Linked DNA regions of Gossypium hirsutum: region 2 is linked to region 1. Evidence: chromatin contacts called from public Hi-C data. All regions are on one chromosome and are shown on one strand. Each heading gives the region's core, a stretch centred on a gene start, on an enhancer-like site or on the middle of the called end of the contact. The rest is flanking DNA. Distances are from core to core; before and after follow the strand shown. Region 1 holds the start of LOC107898360 (germin-like protein 9-3). Region 2 holds the start of LOC107898927 (BTB/POZ domain-containing protein At3g22104).

Region 1 (3,868 bases), core at 1,177-3,676:
GATCACACCTCAATAAAGGATCGGTGGCGACTCTAATTTTCATTTTTAAGTCGAAACTAAATTTTTTTTTTGTTTTCGAAAAGCGGTTTCGACACTTAGATATGGGTTTTTTTTAAAAAAAATTAAAAATGGACTACAAGCATTTTTCCGGCCACGGCGGAGACAACAGAAAATGAGAGAGCACTCAGGTTTTTTTTAATGAAAACATAATGATTTTTTTTAAAAAAATTGACTGAGATAGGCAATGTTGAACAACGTAGCCGGCTTCAGTAATCCTAAAAAAACGTCGTTTTGGGCTTTTGAGCCAAGATCCGACCCAAGACCCCCTAGGATCCGTGTGTTTTTGGACGAAGGGTATATTTAATCCTTAGCTTATTTAATTTCTACCTTTTATAATTTCTATTTTATTTATTTTCGTATTTATCTATTTACTTATATCTTACAATTTATGCCTTACATTTTATTTTTAATTCTAATTGAACCCTCAATTTATTTATTTTCAACTTTTCATTTTTATTATTTTACCTATTTATTCTTTGCCCTTATTTTATATTCATAATGTTTGCATTTCTATCTTATCACGCATTATTCGTCGTTTTTTACCCGTTATCTTATATTGTGCTAGTATTCGTGTCAAGTGTTACACTTAAACGTATTTGGCCGTTTTATACCATACCCGAATAAATTAAATATATATCATTTTAAGTGTTACATTAATTTTTGCTCGATGTATAAAAAGAAATTTTTAAAATTAAGATAATGTTTCATATTTGGATATTCGAAAGGTCGTGCCCTAACTTACGGGGTTCGACTTTCTCTTTGAACCAAGATAATCGAACATTCCTCTTAAAATTTAAACACATGAGATTTAAATAGCATTTTAAAGAGCGAGCTCCTTTTCGAGGATTCGAGATGTCGTATCCTAACTTACGGGACGTGATTTTTTGTTACCTCGAGATAAGAGAGCCTTTTATATATATTTTGATTTATGCAAGCGGTTTAAATAATAACATTATACAAAGTGGGGTCGTTTTCTAAATCTCTTCAAATTTTTATTTTTCGACACTAAAAACATCAAGTAATCAATTAGGTACCAATTTTGGGCGTAACGAGGGTGCTAATCCTTCCTCGTGCGTAACTGACTCCCGAACTCATTTTTTTGGATTTTTGTAGACCGAAAAACATTGTTTTAATAAATCAAACCTTTCATTGAAACAATCAAATTTCGAAGTAACCGGATTACGCCTCTCAAAAGTGATTGGTCGCGACTCCCATTTTCGTTTTAAATAAAAAGTCGATTTAAATAAACAATTACCACATAGATTTTAGTACAACAAACATTTGGAGACAAACCAATTTAGTTCAGAATGCAAAACACATGAACCTCTGACCAAAAGTAGATGGTAAATTTCAATACAAAATCACAATAAAACAACGAAAAAGTTTTAAAGACAAATGGAATCATGCAAGACCAGCCTTGAGAGCTTGAATGGTGGAAACATCGGTTTTGAAGGATTTAGCCAATATAGTGTCGTCAATGTTGGTGGCAAAAAGGGTCTTAGGGAGCGATACGGTTCCTGCATTTGCACTTCCAAACGAAGAAATCGCGATAGCTGGGTTATTGGGATCCGCATTGTACTGATAGTGCACTAACCCTTTAGGAAAGATAAACATGTCGCCGGCTTGTAGACTCTGAGTGAAAAGCTTGTTTGTTGTGTCGACAAAACCAACTTCCAGGCTCCCATCAACGAGGAAAAGCAGCTCGGCCGCACGAGGATGAGTGTGTGGAGGATTGAGAGAGCTTGCAGGGTATTGAAGAACGGCGTAGGACACACTTTGACCATTTAGTGCTGGGAATTCCACCATGCTAGCTTTCAGGATCGTGAAATTTGCAGGGAAGGTGCTTTGGTTGACGAGGACTCGCATCCCTGTGTACGTGAAGAAGCTTCCATCAACGTTGTTTTGGTTAGGGACTAAAAAATCAGAAAGAATATCAGGATCACCAGCCAGGGCTATTTGAACAATGACAAATGAAGATAACACAAGGGAAAGCAATTTCATGGTGGAAATCCTTGAAGCCGTGTTAGAAAAATTAGGGAATGTGGTGCCTGCCTGGATGGGATGGTTCAAGTTTGAAGGATGGTGGTGTATTTATAGAGTTGAATTAAGTGTAATGGCTTTGTTGCAAGACAAATTTGGTGATATTGCAACAGGTGAAGATTACTAAGTCCCTTGTGCTTGTACGTGGGTTGGGTTGGAATTTAGGATGTTAAAAGACGTGAAGAACTATGAAGTTTACCCAAATTCCTATATATCCTTATCCTTCAATATACAGAATAATTGATCGGAGATATTCCCAACAGCTTAGTTGTCACATTTTGCTTCTTGTTGTTGATTAGGGTAAAAAGAGTGGAAGAATCAAGCATTATTATTATTATTATATTTGTTGCCAAAGCAAAATGAGTTGTAGTTTGTCCTCAGGGTACGGTCCCCTTTTTTGTGTGAAGGTTCTTTTATCCAAATTAAACTTCAATTGGGATGGATTCAGATTCCCCAATTAATTATTTAGAAAATGGAAAAAAATTGTGACATCATGTAGGTTGTAAAATGAATCTCTTATTGGCTTTCAGAATTGTAAGTGAATATTTTCTATTTATTCATCTAAATTAATATAGATGAGAGGTTATAATGATCATGTCATTTTTACTCAAACTAACAAATAATCGTGCAAATAAAGTCCTTAGAAATGAATTTTACGTAACCATCCGAAATTATTTTAAATCACTCATTCGTATCTAATTCCGACTTAATCATTATATTCTAAAAATTTTAAATTATCATTATATAGTTCTTAATTCCTACATATAATTCCCTAATAACTCAACAATGATTTCCTTACTAACACTTGTTCAAACTTGCTTCTACATTACCCATTTGTTATTCAACTCAATTTCATCATGATCACAATTTAAATATCATTAATTACTCAGGTTTGAACAAAAATCATTTAATAAAAAATGTATTATGAGTGAACAACCGGTTACGGTGCCTGGTAGGATTTCGAAGAAAGTCCGGTGTCGAGAGGAGGAGCCATCGGATGAAGGAGGAGATTTGGAAACTTTGGGTGCAGGAATGTCCAAACCATTCTCGTTTAAGGATGCTGTTCTTAATACAGGTCCCATGAATAATACCATGGATGATGAGTGGGAAGTGGATGATTTGGATCATCGAGAAGATGATGTGAGGAAAGATGTCGTTGATGGAGTGCCTTCAATTGAGTTTTCGGACAGGGTTTATGGACTTGCTAGAAAGAGCATGTCGAAGACACTAGTAGTCAAGTTGCTGGGAAGGAAAATTGGATATAACGCCTTATGGAACAAGGTGTGTGCCTTGTGGAAACCTAAGATGAGATTCCCATAATATCGATAACGACTATTATTTGGCGAAGTTTGAATCTGACTTGGACTACAATAATGTTGTTTCAAAGGGTCCATGGGTGATCTTCGGACATTATTTGACCATTCAGTCTTGGTCGACTCAATTTTCAACTCTTGAGGATTTTCCACTAAGTGTGTGGCTTGGGTCCGTATTCTAGGGCTCTTTGGAGCTCTATATAAAAGGAGCCTACTGCAAGAGATTGGGAGTTTGATTGGAAAGGTAGTCAAAGTTGATTTCCAAACGGACAAGGGATCGAGGGGCCAGTTTGCAGGGTTTGTAGTGCAAGTGAATCTGTCCAAACCTTTGGTTTCAAATCTCCGGGTTGCGAGCAGACTTCATTGAATTGAGTATGAATCTCTTCTGTCGATTTGCTTCCATTGTGGGAGATTTGGACATTTGCGGGATGTCCCTATGGTTCTCTGGAGAAGGG
Region 2 (3,914 bases), core at 1,194-3,693, 390 kb before region 1:
TAAAGTTTCACATTTTATTCAATTTAGTCCATAAAACTGAAACTTTCATATCTATCACGTTTAAACATTGTTTTACTATCTGATTTCAATTTCATACTTTTATAACCCTATAGAAAAAATTTCAGAAATTATATGTCAAATTTGACATAATTACAATTTAATCCTTAAACTCAAAAATAACAAAGTCCACTCTACAAATTAGTCCTAGATCATTTGTAAGCTTTTAAATCTACCATTTAACATGAAAAACATAAAAAAATCAATGAAAACATTCCAAAACTTTAACACTTTTATGATTTAGTACCCGTGTTAGTTAGATTAAGCTACAACTATCACAAAAATATAAAATTTACGAAAAATGGGCTTAGAATTAGCTTATGTGCAAAGGGAGAAGCTTGACCGAATACTCCAAGGTTTAAATGGTGGAATAGGGTGAGAGAAAGAAAAATGGAGAAGATAATGTTTTGTTTTCATTAACTTAACATATATTTTAAAAATTAAAACAAAATTTAACATATATTACCTTTAAACTAACCACTAATCTGTCAAGTACCATCTTAAATGGCTGAATTTCCATTTAAGTCCTTAAAAATCACTACTAAAGTCTTTTTAATCACTAAAAATCAATAACAAGTAACTTTTACGGTTGTTACGATTTAGTCATTGTACATTAATTAGTCACTAATTCGGAAAAATTACCTATCTAAAATTCAATTCACCTAAATAACAACTCCATAAATATTTAAGGCTTGGTTTACGGATATGAGGTCCCGATACCTCATTTTCCAAAATTACTGACTTTAGGGTCGCACCACTTGTACTTTAACTAACTTTTCAATTAACAAATTTATCAAATCAAAATTCAATATAACTCTATTATAGACTCATAAATATTGAAAAATAATATTTACTGACTCGATTGTTGGAATATAGGGTCCCAAAACCACCATTTTCGATACCACTAAAAAACAGACTGTTACAACACCTTTAAAATTTTAGGTTGAAATCCTACCATATGCAAGTTCTCTCTAAATTTTATTTTAATTTAAGTCACAATGTATGCTGACTTTATTCGAACATATTTTGATTATATGTTTGATCATGCCTTATAATGGTTGATTAATGGTGGAGTCAATTTTTTTTTCTGTGAAACCAAATTTGAATTATATTTTTTTAAGAGAGCTAAAGCATAATTTTATAACGTAAAATCTTACAATTTCTCAAAGGTTTAAATTATAAAATTTTCATAGTTGGAGGGGTCAGAACTCAGAATTGAATTTTTAATTTTGGAATGTCAAAATACAATTTTATTATTGGATTAACTTAAAGTTTTACCAATTTTAGAAGGACTAAATGAACAATTTTTTATTTTGAGAAAGAAAGCCCATGCCTATTCCCCTAACTCACCACCTCGATGAGTAATTCTAATTATATTTTTTATAATTACAATTGTACCTAACGCCTTAATGTCCCTGATAAATGATAAATTAAAAAAAATCAAACAAAATATTCTAAAAATCTTCCCACATATTTAGAATACAAATATATGTTTAAAAATAAGATGCAATAAATAATAAAATGTATAATACGATATTAAAATAAAAATACTTAAATACCCTCAAATAATGTAATTTATTTTAATTATGGAAAGATATTTCCATAATTTCTTAATCGAGTTGGTATTGACATCAACTCAGTCAGAAGTTTTATTAATAATATAGATATACAACTGAGGGAGGTAATAAAATATAAATAATAAAAATAAAATGTAAAGAAATATTAAAATAAAGTTTTAGTTAATTGGTAAATTAAATGCTTTATTAATATATTTGACCTGGGGTTTAATTCTTCTCATATGCATATTTTTATTGATTTTTTAAAAAGTAAAAAAATAAAAATATCTTCTAATGGTATTATAAAAAGACATCTTCATAATTTTTTAACTAAGTTAATATCCACTTAATTTGTAACATCCACTCGAGAGTTTAAATAACGTTATTGAGTTAAAATATAAATTAACTTGGATTTTAAGGATATCTTTGTCAACCCTATGCACGGGTCTAGATACTGGCAGCGAGAAACAGGGAACAAGAGACAAGTAAAGCCAGCAAATCAAAAAAATAATTATATTACTGTAGCTTTGAACGTCTGGTTCGGTCTGACCTCTTACACCATTTTTTCAGTACATTTCTAAATTCTTATCACAAAAGTCAAAACGATACTTGTGATTATCATAATTGGAGGAAAAACAAAATGTTTGATTCGCCATTTTCCTGATTTGATTCAATTATTTATAATGCCAGATTGCTTGAACTAAAATTGGGAATAAATGTTTGGGGTGATTGTGATTCATAATCCATCATATTTATATTCTTTTGATTCTTGCCCTTTCAGAAATGTGGAATCTATAGATACTATCTTCTTCTGTACCATTATCATTTAATTTCCCATCTACATGTGGGTCATATAAGTAGATTTTCCCTTTTTTTCCCCTTCTCTCTTTGTTCAAGACTTCCCCCCCCCCTTTTTTTTTCTTATTTATTGCTGTAGTTTTGGGTGATTTTGGGAAAGGACTAAGGGTTGCTTTCATAGCATTAAACATGAATTACTGTTAACATTGACATCTTCATTTCTGATCCTCCTTTTTACTCTTTTCTTGGTTCATTCTTGTTTTTGGATTATTTGAATTCGGGATGGAGGATCCTATTCCATTGCTGATACCCCGGTACATGCCGACAAGCATGCTTGAGGACAAACCAAGAGTCTGGTTAGGTAGCATCAAATGGAATCCTAATTTTTATCATTGCTATACTTTTTATGTTTTCTTTAATAATTTGTCCATTGTTGTTGTATTGCCATATTTTCTGCTGCTGAATCCATGGAGATGAACATTTCTGTCTCAGGGACAGGGAGCTGTAATCTATTACAAAAAACCAAGGACTCCATTGATGAGCTCAGTTTTTGGGCATGGTCCGATCTTTTGGTTGCTTTGAAGCATTACCAAGATTCACCGCGGACTGCTACCTCTTCTGGTGTACTTGAGAAATGCTTGGATTCACTTGTTGGGAGGCTTGCCATGGCTAGTGAAGTAACCCCTTGTGCATCTACTTCTCCTCCAGATAGCTCAGGGCTTCGGATTTCGTTCAATACTAGGAGTACCCAGAGCTCGAACAAAGGCCTCTTTCGAGCAACTTGGTGGTTCGAAGACCTTTCGGCATTGAGTCCCAATTTGATTGAAATGCTGGTGAAATCTATGGTGTCTCGGGGGTACAATCATGTCATCGTCAGTGGTTTCCTCTTCTATTACCAGAAGTCGAAGTTTTATACGGCCTCATCGGATGAGAAACGTGAAGTTCTAGAAATTGTGATCGATATGCTTTACACTCTTGATCCGAGTTCTATTTCGTGCAAGAGTTTGTTTGGCGTTCTTCGTCCGGTGCTGCGTTCCAACATAAGCAAAAGTTGCAGGAACAAGTTGGAGAGTATGATAGGTTCTCAACTAGATCAAGCAACAATAGACAATCTCCTAATTCCATCATATGGGAGAAGTTATCTGTATGATGTAAACCTTGTTCTTAGGTTCCTCAAGGCATTTTTACGTGAAGGAGGCTCGGAATCATCTCCGATACGAATGAAAAAGGTAGCTAGCTTGATAGATCTGTATATAACAGAAGTAGCTCCGGATCGTTGCCTAAAATCATCCAAGTTTTCAGCTTTGGTAATGGTGCTGCCGGATTCTGCCAGGGACTCATGGGATGAATTGTACCATGCCATGGACATTTATTTGGAGGTAGACTTTGATATCATTTATAAAAGGTTCCTTATATATGTACTTTTTTTTGTTCATTTGGATTAAATATGCTTTCAGTAGGTTCATACAGGGTTGTCTAAAGAAGAAAAAATGAAGATCTGTG

The links. A called contact is a pair of places that touch in the nucleus more often than the background predicts.
Region 2: a contact with region 1 is called in a Hi-C map of leaf, with 1.8 times the contacts expected there. The contact joins the promoter of LOC107898927 here to the promoter of LOC107898360 in region 1. A contact is called at or near these places in 2 of 34 Hi-C or Micro-C datasets (both in leaf).

The regions. Positions count from the first base shown.
Region 1 is chrD04:52,236,495-52,240,362 of Gossypium_hirsutum_v2.1, reverse strand. LOC107898360 (germin-like protein 9-3) reads right to left here and starts at 2,426. Exons shown (of 2, transcript XM_016823866.2): 1 at 2,334-2,426; 2 at 1,300-2,112. The coding sequence starts at 2,426. The coding sequence ends at 1,462.
Region 2 is chrD04:52,629,411-52,633,324 of Gossypium_hirsutum_v2.1, reverse strand. LOC107898927 (BTB/POZ domain-containing protein At3g22104) reads left to right here and starts at 2,443. Exons shown (of 3, transcript XM_016824498.2): 1 at 2,443-2,772; 2 at 2,904-3,790; 3 at 3,872-3,914. The coding sequence starts at 2,694.